2 separate regions of the Sus scrofa genome follow, and region 1 is linked to region 2. A link is a contact called in public HiChIP or PLAC-seq data. All regions are on one chromosome and are shown on one strand. The core of a region is the stretch at or near the end of the contact, and the rest is flanking DNA. Distances in the headings are between cores, read along the strand shown. Region 1 overlaps ZC3H13 (zinc finger CCCH domain-containing protein 13). Region 2 overlaps CPB2 (carboxypeptidase B2).

The links. HiChIP or PLAC-seq counts read pairs in DNA pulled down with a chosen protein or histone mark.
Region 1: a contact with region 2 is called in an H3K27ac HiChIP or PLAC-seq map of alveolar macrophages. The contact joins two enhancer-like sites. A contact is called at or near these places in 5 of 47 Hi-C or Micro-C datasets (blood, embryonic fibroblasts, fetal liver and 2 more) and 1 of 2 datasets of contacts at active chromatin or transcription factors (alveolar macrophages).

What each region holds. Positions count from the first base shown.
Region 1 is chr11:21,327,958-21,333,162 of Sscrofa11.1, forward strand. It overlaps ZC3H13 (zinc finger CCCH domain-containing protein 13), which reads left to right. Exons shown (of 19, transcript XM_021065602.1): 5 at 1-96. Among named protein-coding and RNA genes, the nearest start is that of ZC3H13, 32 kb to the left of the region's middle. Within about 2 kb of position 1,389, at least 9 of the 83 cell types and tissues checked have an H3K27ac peak or open chromatin away from gene starts, as enhancers often do. A contact at or near this core is called in alveolar macrophages, where this site is marked.
Region 2 is chr11:21,263,315-21,267,904 of Sscrofa11.1, forward strand. It overlaps CPB2 (carboxypeptidase B2), which reads left to right. Exons shown (of 11, transcript XM_001929146.4): 5 at 592-693; 6 at 3,225-3,329. Among named protein-coding and RNA genes, the nearest start is that of CPB2, 31 kb to the left of the region's middle. Within about 2 kb of position 1,702, at least 1 of the 83 cell types and tissues checked has an H3K27ac peak or open chromatin away from gene starts, as enhancers often do. A contact at or near this core is called in alveolar macrophages, where this site is marked.

The DNA.
Region 1 (5,205 bases), core at 139-2,638, 64 kb after region 2:
GAGGGAGACATAGGGAAAAGGAAGACATAAAAATCACTAAGGAGAGAACTCCAGAAAGTGAAGAAGAAAATGTAGAATGGGAAACTAATAGAGATGGTGAGTTTCAAAAATCTTTGTTTATATAGTCAGTTTATTGATTATTTACTTTGTAGAGTTTCTGTGGGCTTCAAAACACTTTTCCACTGTGACCTGTTTGAATCACCTGGTTGACTTGTATCTATTTATTGAGTTAAAAGGCAGAAAATGGCAGATGGTGGAACAAAAGCAAAGAAAGCTATTTGCACTGTGTTTTTCAACTTCCATCCTTTTCTTCCTCTAGAACTTATTGTATAGTATCACAATCCTTTGGAATTTTATTACATTTGTAAATTTTTAATTTCTTTAGTATCAAGGTTTAAAAAAACCTAAATGTATATTTGTTGCTTTGCATAAAATATTAAAAGCAAGATTTTTTTAAACCTTAAGGACCTAGGAAAATTATCTCTAGGAAATTGTTGGCTTCCATCTTTTAGAAGAAATCCAAATCAGTGATAATTGAGGGATTTGTCTCAAAATAAGCAAAGTCGTCTTTGAGTCATTGTCTTAACAGATGAGCATTTATTTTCCACGCCTTGAATGTTCTCTCATCTCTACTTCTTTGACCTTCTGGAAGTGAGCATTATAGGCTCACACTGCCAAATACAGAGAAGGGGAACTCAAATTTGTTGAATGTGTTGAGTGTACTGGGCATTTTAATATATTTCCTCATTAATTCAGTAGCTTTGTTACTTTGCTTATAGATGACAAAACTAAAGCGTTTAAGAATGTAAGCAACTTCCTCATTAGTAAGCCAAAAGCTTAGGCCAGGTGTTAGAAAACTAGAACTTGTGAGCCAGCCATCTGTTTTTGCAGTAAGTTTTATTGGCAAATAGCCATGCCTGTTTACTTGGTTACATATTTTCTGTGGCTGCTTTTGAGCTACTCATGCATGAGTTGAGTACTTGTGACAGCCAGGAGACTACACACCTAACAATATTTGCTGTCTTTAAGAAATGTCTTCTGAAAACGTATAGACTAATACTCGAAAAGTACCTTAAATGGCTCTTTAGTAATTTGAGCATCAGTACTTTTTAAGGAAATCCATTCCATCTTTGTACAGTACTGTCTGTTAAAAAGTTACTTCTAAGAACAAATAGTAAACTTCTCTATTGATGAGTTCATTGGGATTTTGTAAATGTAATGCCTCCTACAAAAGAGCAGTAAAGGGGAGTTCCTATCGTGGATCAGTGGTTAACGAACCTGACTAGTATCCATGAGGATGTGGATTCAGTGGGTTAAGGATCTGGTGTTGCTGTGAGCTGTGGTGTAGATTGCAGCTCTGATCCAGTGTTGCTGTGGCTCTGGCGTAGGCCAGCAGCTGTGACTCTGACTCATCAACCCCTAGCCTGGGAACTTCCATATGCCACCAATGCAGCCCTAAATAGACCAAAAAACAAACAAACAAAAACCCCAGCAGTAAAGGCAACTAAAATATCCCATGGTAGTTAATTAAAATTATTTAACATATTGAAATAAAATATTACAAACTGTTCAAGGATAAATAGCTAACTTTTCCTAAATACTAAGGGATTAACTTTTAACACACCCAACATTCTTTCTTTTCATTTTAATTTAGTTTAATGTTTGGATAAAAAACATTCTTTCCAATGTTTGAGATACATTGGATGCTTCTTATTTTTAAAAATAGAAACTTGCCTGTTCTCATTTCAATAATGCATGCTAGTTTGTTGAACATTTCAGAGGTTCAGAAAAGCTTAAGTCAGTTTGTTTCTTTTCTTCCTAGTAGCCGTTGCAAACCTTTCTCCTTACACCTTCAGTCTTCCAACTCCTTTCTCTTGCTTGCTGTTTGTAACACAGAGATAAGGGAGCTCTATCCACAGACTCTTTCAGCTTCCTGCCACCACACCTATGAGCTAGTCCTTGATTCACATCTACACTTGACTTTGCTCAGAGGCCTTCCTCCTGTGGCGTGCGATTATATTCCCCTGATTTCCTCCCACCTCTGCAGTCTTGTTCACTTATTTTACTTTCTCTTTTACATCTTAACATCCATCTTGGCACATTTTCTCTTCTCCCCGTATTATTTTGAGCCATCGCCCTGCTTGTTCCCACTTTACAACCAAATTCTGCTTTTTCACCTCATATTTATTCAGTCTCCGAGTCATGTCTTCAAGAAAACTGCTCTTTAAGGTCACAGTAATCTCCTTTTTGCTAAATAAATGGAGCCGTAACTTGTCTTTTTATTCTGTAACCTCTCTGCAGCATGTGACATTTCCCAGGGCCTCTGTTCTTTTGAAGCACTTTCCCGTTAGCGTCCGTCTGTCACCCTTCAGGTTTTCTGTCTTCCTGTGCCAGCCCTTTGGCCCTATGTAGAGGCTCCTTGTATGCTCTCTGTCCCTTAAATTAAATGCTGATACCCAAGGCTTTGCTCTAGACTATCATCTTTAAAAACCTAAAGTGATTTTACTACAAGAACCTTTTATATGCAGAGTTCTTTTAAAAGGTGAGTAAATGTCTTTTATAGTAGCTTTACATATAAAATATTCACATGGCTATTCCTTAGCTTTTTCTTGATTAAAACGCATAAGTTCTGATTATTGTGTATCTTTATGGATTAAAAGTTTCTGTCAAAAGGAATATCGAAGCATGAAGTTGGTCAGATTGTGAGACTGAACTCATTTAATATACTTACCTTCTGCATCGTGAATCTAAAGTGAATAGCGGTTTAGCTAGACTCAGAAGAAAATTTGTCTGTATGAGTAGTTCTCAAACTTTTTGGTCTCAGCACACTTTTTCACTCTTTTTAAGGACACAAAAGAGCTTATGTTTTTGTGATTATCTGCTTCAGTAGTTTCCATTATTAGAAAATGGTTCTGAGAAATTTTTAAATATCTGTTAATTTATTTAAGAATTACAGGAGTAAACCTAATATATGCTTTTATGGAAAATAGCTGTATTTTGCAAAGCAAAAGTGAAAATGGAGGAGGTGGCAGTGTTTTACCTGTTTCTGCACATCTTAGTTTTAACTTCTTAAAGCTAAAGTAAACTTCTTAACGGACTTCATGGAAGACATTCTAGATTTTCACATTTGCTTCCACATTCAGTCTGTTAATGATATCACATATCATGTGACTTCTGGAAAATTTCATTATCTACTCAGGAGAGAATGAGTAAACCAGGCAAATAATGTAGTACTATAGAAATATTTTCGATCTTCTGGAACTCTAGAAATTGTCTTGGGCATCCCCAGGAATCCTCAGACCACTCTTTGAGAACCACTGGTCTCTAGAAGCAGCTTCTAAAATTGTTGGTTGTCTCCCCTTTATTGAGACTTCTTTTCTTCTCAATTTCAATTTTTCTGTCTAGATGAAGTCATGCTCTCAGGGCATCATTAATGTCTGTGTATTAATGACTTTAGTATCTGGAGCTCTATTTCTCTAAATGACTACTAATGTTCTAGTTCTTAAGATATTTGTTGTGTTGTCTATAGATATATTTTACCAAATAACCTTCTTACTCGTTCCTTGAGGTTAGTCTTGTCTCCTATATCATTCTCCACTTGAAAGCCAGAATAGTCTTCACAATGTTTTTTTACTTGAGTATAATAATATATTCAGAAGGGTGCATGAGTCATTTGTGCAACCATTGAATTTTCACAGACAGAACAGTTTTGGATAACCAGCACCCAAATCAATACAGAGAGAATTATCAGTATCCCATTAGCCCCCTGTCCTCCCCTCCAGTCACTGCCTCCCACCCCCACTTCCCAAAGGTAGCTACTGCCCTGATTTCTACCACCGTGGATTAGGGTTGTCTGTTTTTGAGCTCTGTGTAAGTGGAATCTGTGGCATGTACTCTTTTTGTACTTCGCTTCTTCTGCTTACAGTATGTTTGTGAAATTATTGCATGTAGTTCATTAATTCTCATTGGTATTCACAGTATTTCATTCTATGAGTACACCATAATTTATTCATTCAACTGTTGATAAACATTTGAATGATTTCTAGTTTTGGGCTATAATGGATAAGTTGATGCGATTATTCCTAATCCTCTCCTTTGATATGCATGTACCCATTTCTCTTGAGTTTATGCCTGGGAGTAGGATTCCTGGGCCATGAAGTTTGCACATGTTCATCTTTAGTTGATAATGTCAGGTCAAAAATGGTTCTCCTTACTTACTATGGTATTTTTTTGCCTTTTGCATCTTAGACACTCTGGAGGTGCGTGATAGTATCTCACTGTGCCTTTGGTGCCTTTTGCTCAGTAATGAAGTCAAGTGCTTTTTCACATTTATTGGCCATTGTACAACCCCTTTTGTAGACTTTATTTAGACTTTTGCCTATTCTTTTTTATGTTGCTGTTTTTAATTGCTGAATATTCTTTATATATTCTGAATAGGAGATGTTTATCAGATAAACGTATCGCAAATATCTTCCCTTTACTCTTGTGAGTTAGAGTGAGCTTTTAAAATAATGAATTGGTTCATTTAAAATTCATTATTTCTTTGATTTCTCATTGCCTTGAGGATCAAGTACAAATTCTTAATGAACCTACAAAACTTTTCAGTATCCACTTGCTTCCTGTATTTCTAGTCCCCCACCTCCAAGTCTTTGTTTTTTATTCGGGTCCTTAAACTTAGCATATTTGTTTACCAGAGTATCATTGCAATTGAAGAGAAAATGTCTGAACATAATTTTGTCAATCTTCAAGATGTGTATATCCTCCTAAAATAAGGTGTAAAGTCCAGAAATATAAATATTATAAGAATTAAATTTTTTGTATAACTACACACAGAAGTAATCTAGTAAAAATAATCACTATAAAAATATTTCACATGTGTAATGTGTTAAGTGTATAATAATAACACTATATATATTATATATAATAATATATATATTATGAACTTCCATAAATATAAAAAAAATAAGGCCAGTTGAAAAATTGGCACCCCCCCCCCAAATTGGGTACATAATTCATAGAGGAAATAGAAATGGTCTTATTACAGGGAATGCCAATGAAAATGAAGAGATAGAATTACTTATCCATCACATTCGCAGAAATGAAAAGTACTAAAATTATCAAGTCAAAGTTTACATTGTAAAGCTCTTTGGAGTGTAGTTTGGTAATATTAAAAATAAAAATTATACTTACCTTTAGTCCAGCAAA
Region 2 (4,590 bases), core at 452-2,951:
TCAGTGGTAGTGAACCTGACTCGGATCCCTGAGGACATGGGTTTGATCCCTGGCCTCGCTTAGTGGGTTAAGGATCCGGCATTGCCATGAGCTGTGGCGTAGGTTGAGGACGCAGCTTGGATCTGTGGCTGTGGTGTAGGCTGGCAGCTGCAGCTCTGATTCCACACCAGCCCAGAAACTTCCATATGCTGTGGGTGCAGCCCTCAAAAAAAAAAAAAAAAAAAAAAAAAGAAAAAGAAAAAATCCCATATAAAAATAAGCTCTTGAATTTCATATGCAGAGCAGGACATCAACGTGAGGAGCCTTTAAAAAGAGCTTTCAGGAACCGTGGTTTAAAGATTAACGTTTCTTACCTTGTCCTAAGATTCTTAGAACGTTTTCACGCTTTCTCTAACCCTTGACATGTTTCAAAACTTTATTGATTTTCTCAACAGCAGCACCAGCACCCTGCCCCCAAGTGTTTCAGCTCCTCATTCTGTCCACGTACAAGTGTTTTAGAGGGATCGCCTTTCCCTGAAAAAGGCGCTTCTTTTGTCAGGGAAATGCTTTGAACTTGCTCTGTGACTGACCGCTGGTTTTCTGCTTGGATAGATCTATTCTTGGATAGAGGTTATAACTGAGCGGCATCCTGATATGATTGAAAAAATCCACATTGGATCCTCATATGAGAAGCGCCCACTTTATGTTTTAAAGGTATGTTGTGGGGAGAAGCATTGATCTTTCAACTTTGGGGAGGGGGGGTGTTCCTTCTCCAGCAAGGCTTATTATTACTTGGATTTTTTTTTTTTTTTTGAGTTCTGGGAATAAGTATATTACCAGTGTCCCTCAACTTTAATACCCGGCTATTTAGAGCTTGTTACTACCTTTAATTTTCCCCCCTTTACTAATGCCGTGTAGGTCTAAGCGTAGTAACCTCAGTTTTAGAATCAATTCTGTGTCTACTTATGTGTCAGTGAAGCCACTTAACCTTTCTGGGCTTCAGCGCCTACTTTCAGAAAATGAGAGATGTGGTCTAGATTATTTTTCAAACCCTTGTTTTATGTGCACCACCACCTCTAACTGACTTACTTGGAGAAAAAAAAAGGAGAGGAGTCTGTTATTGAACAAATATTGACATAGATCCAGTTTTTGGAACCAAAGAAAGAGCTGAACAATGAAACCCACGAAAGGATAGGAATCGGGGTGACACTGGGAATCCTTGGCAGAGATGCTGATATGATAGCTTCTGCTTCAGTCACCCTCTGTTTGGTTATTTATTTTCAGGTAAATAAATTAGCCTTAGTCTGGTTAGTGAATTTGGCCACAGGAAGAATACTGAAACCAAACTAAGTTCTGCCTGTCAATTGCTGATTCTGCACTTCTGTTTTTTGTTTTTTTTTTTTTAACCACTCTTTCCCTTAAAAAAAAATTAAATGTGAAATAAAATACATTTTAAAGATGCTCTGGAAAAATGTGACCATTGGAAAAATGCATTCGACATAGTAGCATTTACTTTATGCATACTTTCCCGATGTTGCCTAAATTGCTGATAGGTGAGCCTGTTCGATTATCCAAAGGTAAGATTTTGAGTCAGGACTTCTGGGTTTTAATCTGTTCTGACAAGAACCTGCAGTGCAAATTGAAGGCAGATGTAGGAAACATCGGAGCTTCCTGGCAGCTGAGTGGGCCATCCAGGCTGGCTTGGTGTAGTCACGGCATGCCTACGTATGACATTTACTTTCTTCGGAACTGGTGTGTCTGGAACCCAGATGTACCTGTTGGAAACCCCTGTTTCCTGCTTGCTTCACTCCCAATCTTACTTAATCTAGAATGTGGACATCATGTGAGGTGTCCACATGTCTTGGGGTGACCAAGACAGTTAGACAAAAGGTTGAGGAAGGCAACTAGTCCAGACAACTCAGGATTTTCTTTTAAATGGAATAGATTAAATCAGCTGGGTAATTCTCCTCTCTGTCCAGTTTGACCCCTTGAGGTCAACGTCATTTGATTTTCTCACATGTCTTCTTGTCGGGTATCGCTTAGCTCCAGGTTAGTGAAGAAAAAACTTCTGCGTGATGTCAGTGGCAACCTAAAAATCAAGCACTCTTTTGTTCTGGTTTTGGAATTCCAACCCCGTAAATCTGTTTGATTTTGCAACTCTCTTCTCCCTTCCCTCCAAATTCTAAAATTGTCGCTATTTTTTTTTTTTATTCCGCCCTCTCCCTCCACCCCCATGAGTAGTTTTTAAACACAAGTGAAACTAGGAGTTCCCATCGTGGCGCAGTGGTTGACGAATCCGACTAGGAACTATGAGGTTGCGGGTTCGATCCCTGGCCTTGCTCAGTGGGTTAAGGATCCGACGTTGCCGTGAGCTGTGGTGTAGGTTGCAGACCCGGCTCAGGTCCCATGTTTCTGTGGCTGCGGTGTAGGCCAGTGGCTACAGCTCCGATTGGACTGCTAGCCTGGAAACTTCCATATGCCGAGGGAAACGGCCCTAAAAGAAGACAAAAAAGAAAGCAAACAAACAAACAAACAAACGCAAGTGAAACTATGATTCATTTTGTTTGGAGGTGATTTTGAGAATTTGTCTAAAGATATCAAAGGCTGTCATTGGGGAAGGGTTGGGAGTTCTTACTCCAGAAAGTTGGCAGCTTACACTGTCCTCCATGCTGTAAATCAGAATAAGTCCTCTGTCCCCAGATTTGTTGGTCATAAATTTGTGTGATGCTAGAAGTGTGCTTTTTTGTGTGTGAAGTAAGGAAATAATCCACACATTAAAAGTGTAAACCCTGGGAAAATGGTGAGAGGGTCCAAATTTATATGGAGCACCGCTGGCTTCACCCTCCCAAGCCTTTTGCTGTTCCAAACCTCCCTCAGGAAATTGCCCACCCAACACATAGTAGCCAATTAATTCTAACTAGAGTGTGAAGCTCTAGCTCCTGGGTCTCTACTTCTGTACTTTCTCACGCAGCTCTGGCATCACCAGGTAACTGTAGGGGAATAAAAAGAGCCTTAAATCAAGTCCTGGCTTCAGACCTCAGTCCCAACTCTGACCAGCTGTGTGACCTTAGCTAGTGATTTTTAATCACATCCTCTTTTAATTTCCCTGGAGAATTCGCAAAGGAATGCAGAGGAGGATGCATATTTCACAGACTGGCTAACAGGATTTTAAATAGAAGCACTATATACTTGAAAGTTATTATCCTGAAGCTTCTTGTTCTTGCTTTTTGGGTTTCTCTGGGCAGGTTTCTACAAAAGAACAAAAGGCCAAAACTGCCGTCTGGATTGACTGTGGAATCCATGCCCGAGAATGGATCTCTCCTGCTTTCTGCTTGTGGTTCATAGGCCATGTGAGTATTCACATTTTCTTTTTTTGAAAGTTTTTTGGAAGTTTAGTTGATTTACAAGGCTGTGATCATTTCGGTTCTACTGTTACAGCCGTTGCCCAGCAACCCTGCCCCTGAGCATATCAGCTCTGGTGACAGCCCTGTGGCTGTTGTGTACCAGCTCCAGCAGCTCTGTGGCTGCAGTGGATCCGTTCTTTTCCCCAGTGAGAAACCAAGCGAGCACTCAGAGAGGTGGAGACCTCAGGTTTATCATGCCCGCGGGCTCAGAGGAGATGGCTCTCCGGAGTCTGAGCCCCGAAGAAGGGTTTCACGAGGCTTTTATGGGCTACCTCTTCCGGGTCCATGCTTGGCTGGTCGGACCTGGAGTGAGGTCAGGCAAGGTAGTAGAGGCGGAGACAAGTTTACAGAAGCAGGTGTGTGGGGAGGGTGGCTGGGGACAGTTGGGTGGACTTTGCTGAGTCATCATGGCCGGGGTCTCTCCTTTGTACCTTTTTCTGGGGATATTTTCTCCTACACAACAACAAAGTGACCCATTCACACATGTACCCACAGCCAGCCTCTTTCAGATGAGTTCTCTACAGCAGCTCCCCACTGGCCAGTCATTCCGTGTGCCTCAGGGTGCATTGCCAGTCCCAAACCCCCAGTCCGTCCCCACCACCACTGCCTGTCCCCTTTGGTAACCATAAGTTTGTGAGTCTGTGAGTCTGTTTTCAGTTCTGCAAATAAGTTCATTTGTATCCTTTTTTTAGACTCCATGTATAAGTGATATCATATGACAATTATATATATTTCATTGTCTGACTAACTTCACTTAGTATGATAATTTCTAGGTCCATCCATGTTCCTGAAATGGCATTAATTTATTCTTTTTATGGATGAGTAGTATTCAATTGTATATATGTACCACATCAATTTTTTTTTTTCCTTTGGGGCTACACTCGTGGCATATGGAGGTTCCCAGGCTAGGAGTTGGATCCAAGAGGTAGCCGCTGGCCTATACCACAGCCACAGCAATGCTGGATCCAAGCCACATCTGTGACCTACACCACAGCTCATGGCAACACTGGATCCTTAACCCACTGAGCAAGGCCAGGGATCGAACCTGCGTCCTCCTGGATGCTAGTCGGGTTCGTTTCCGCTGAGCCATGATGGAACTCCTATATGTACCACATCTTCTTTATCCATTCCTCTGTTGATGGACATATAGGTTGCTTCCATGTCTTGGCTTTTGTAAATAGTGCTTCAGTGAACACTGGGGTGCATG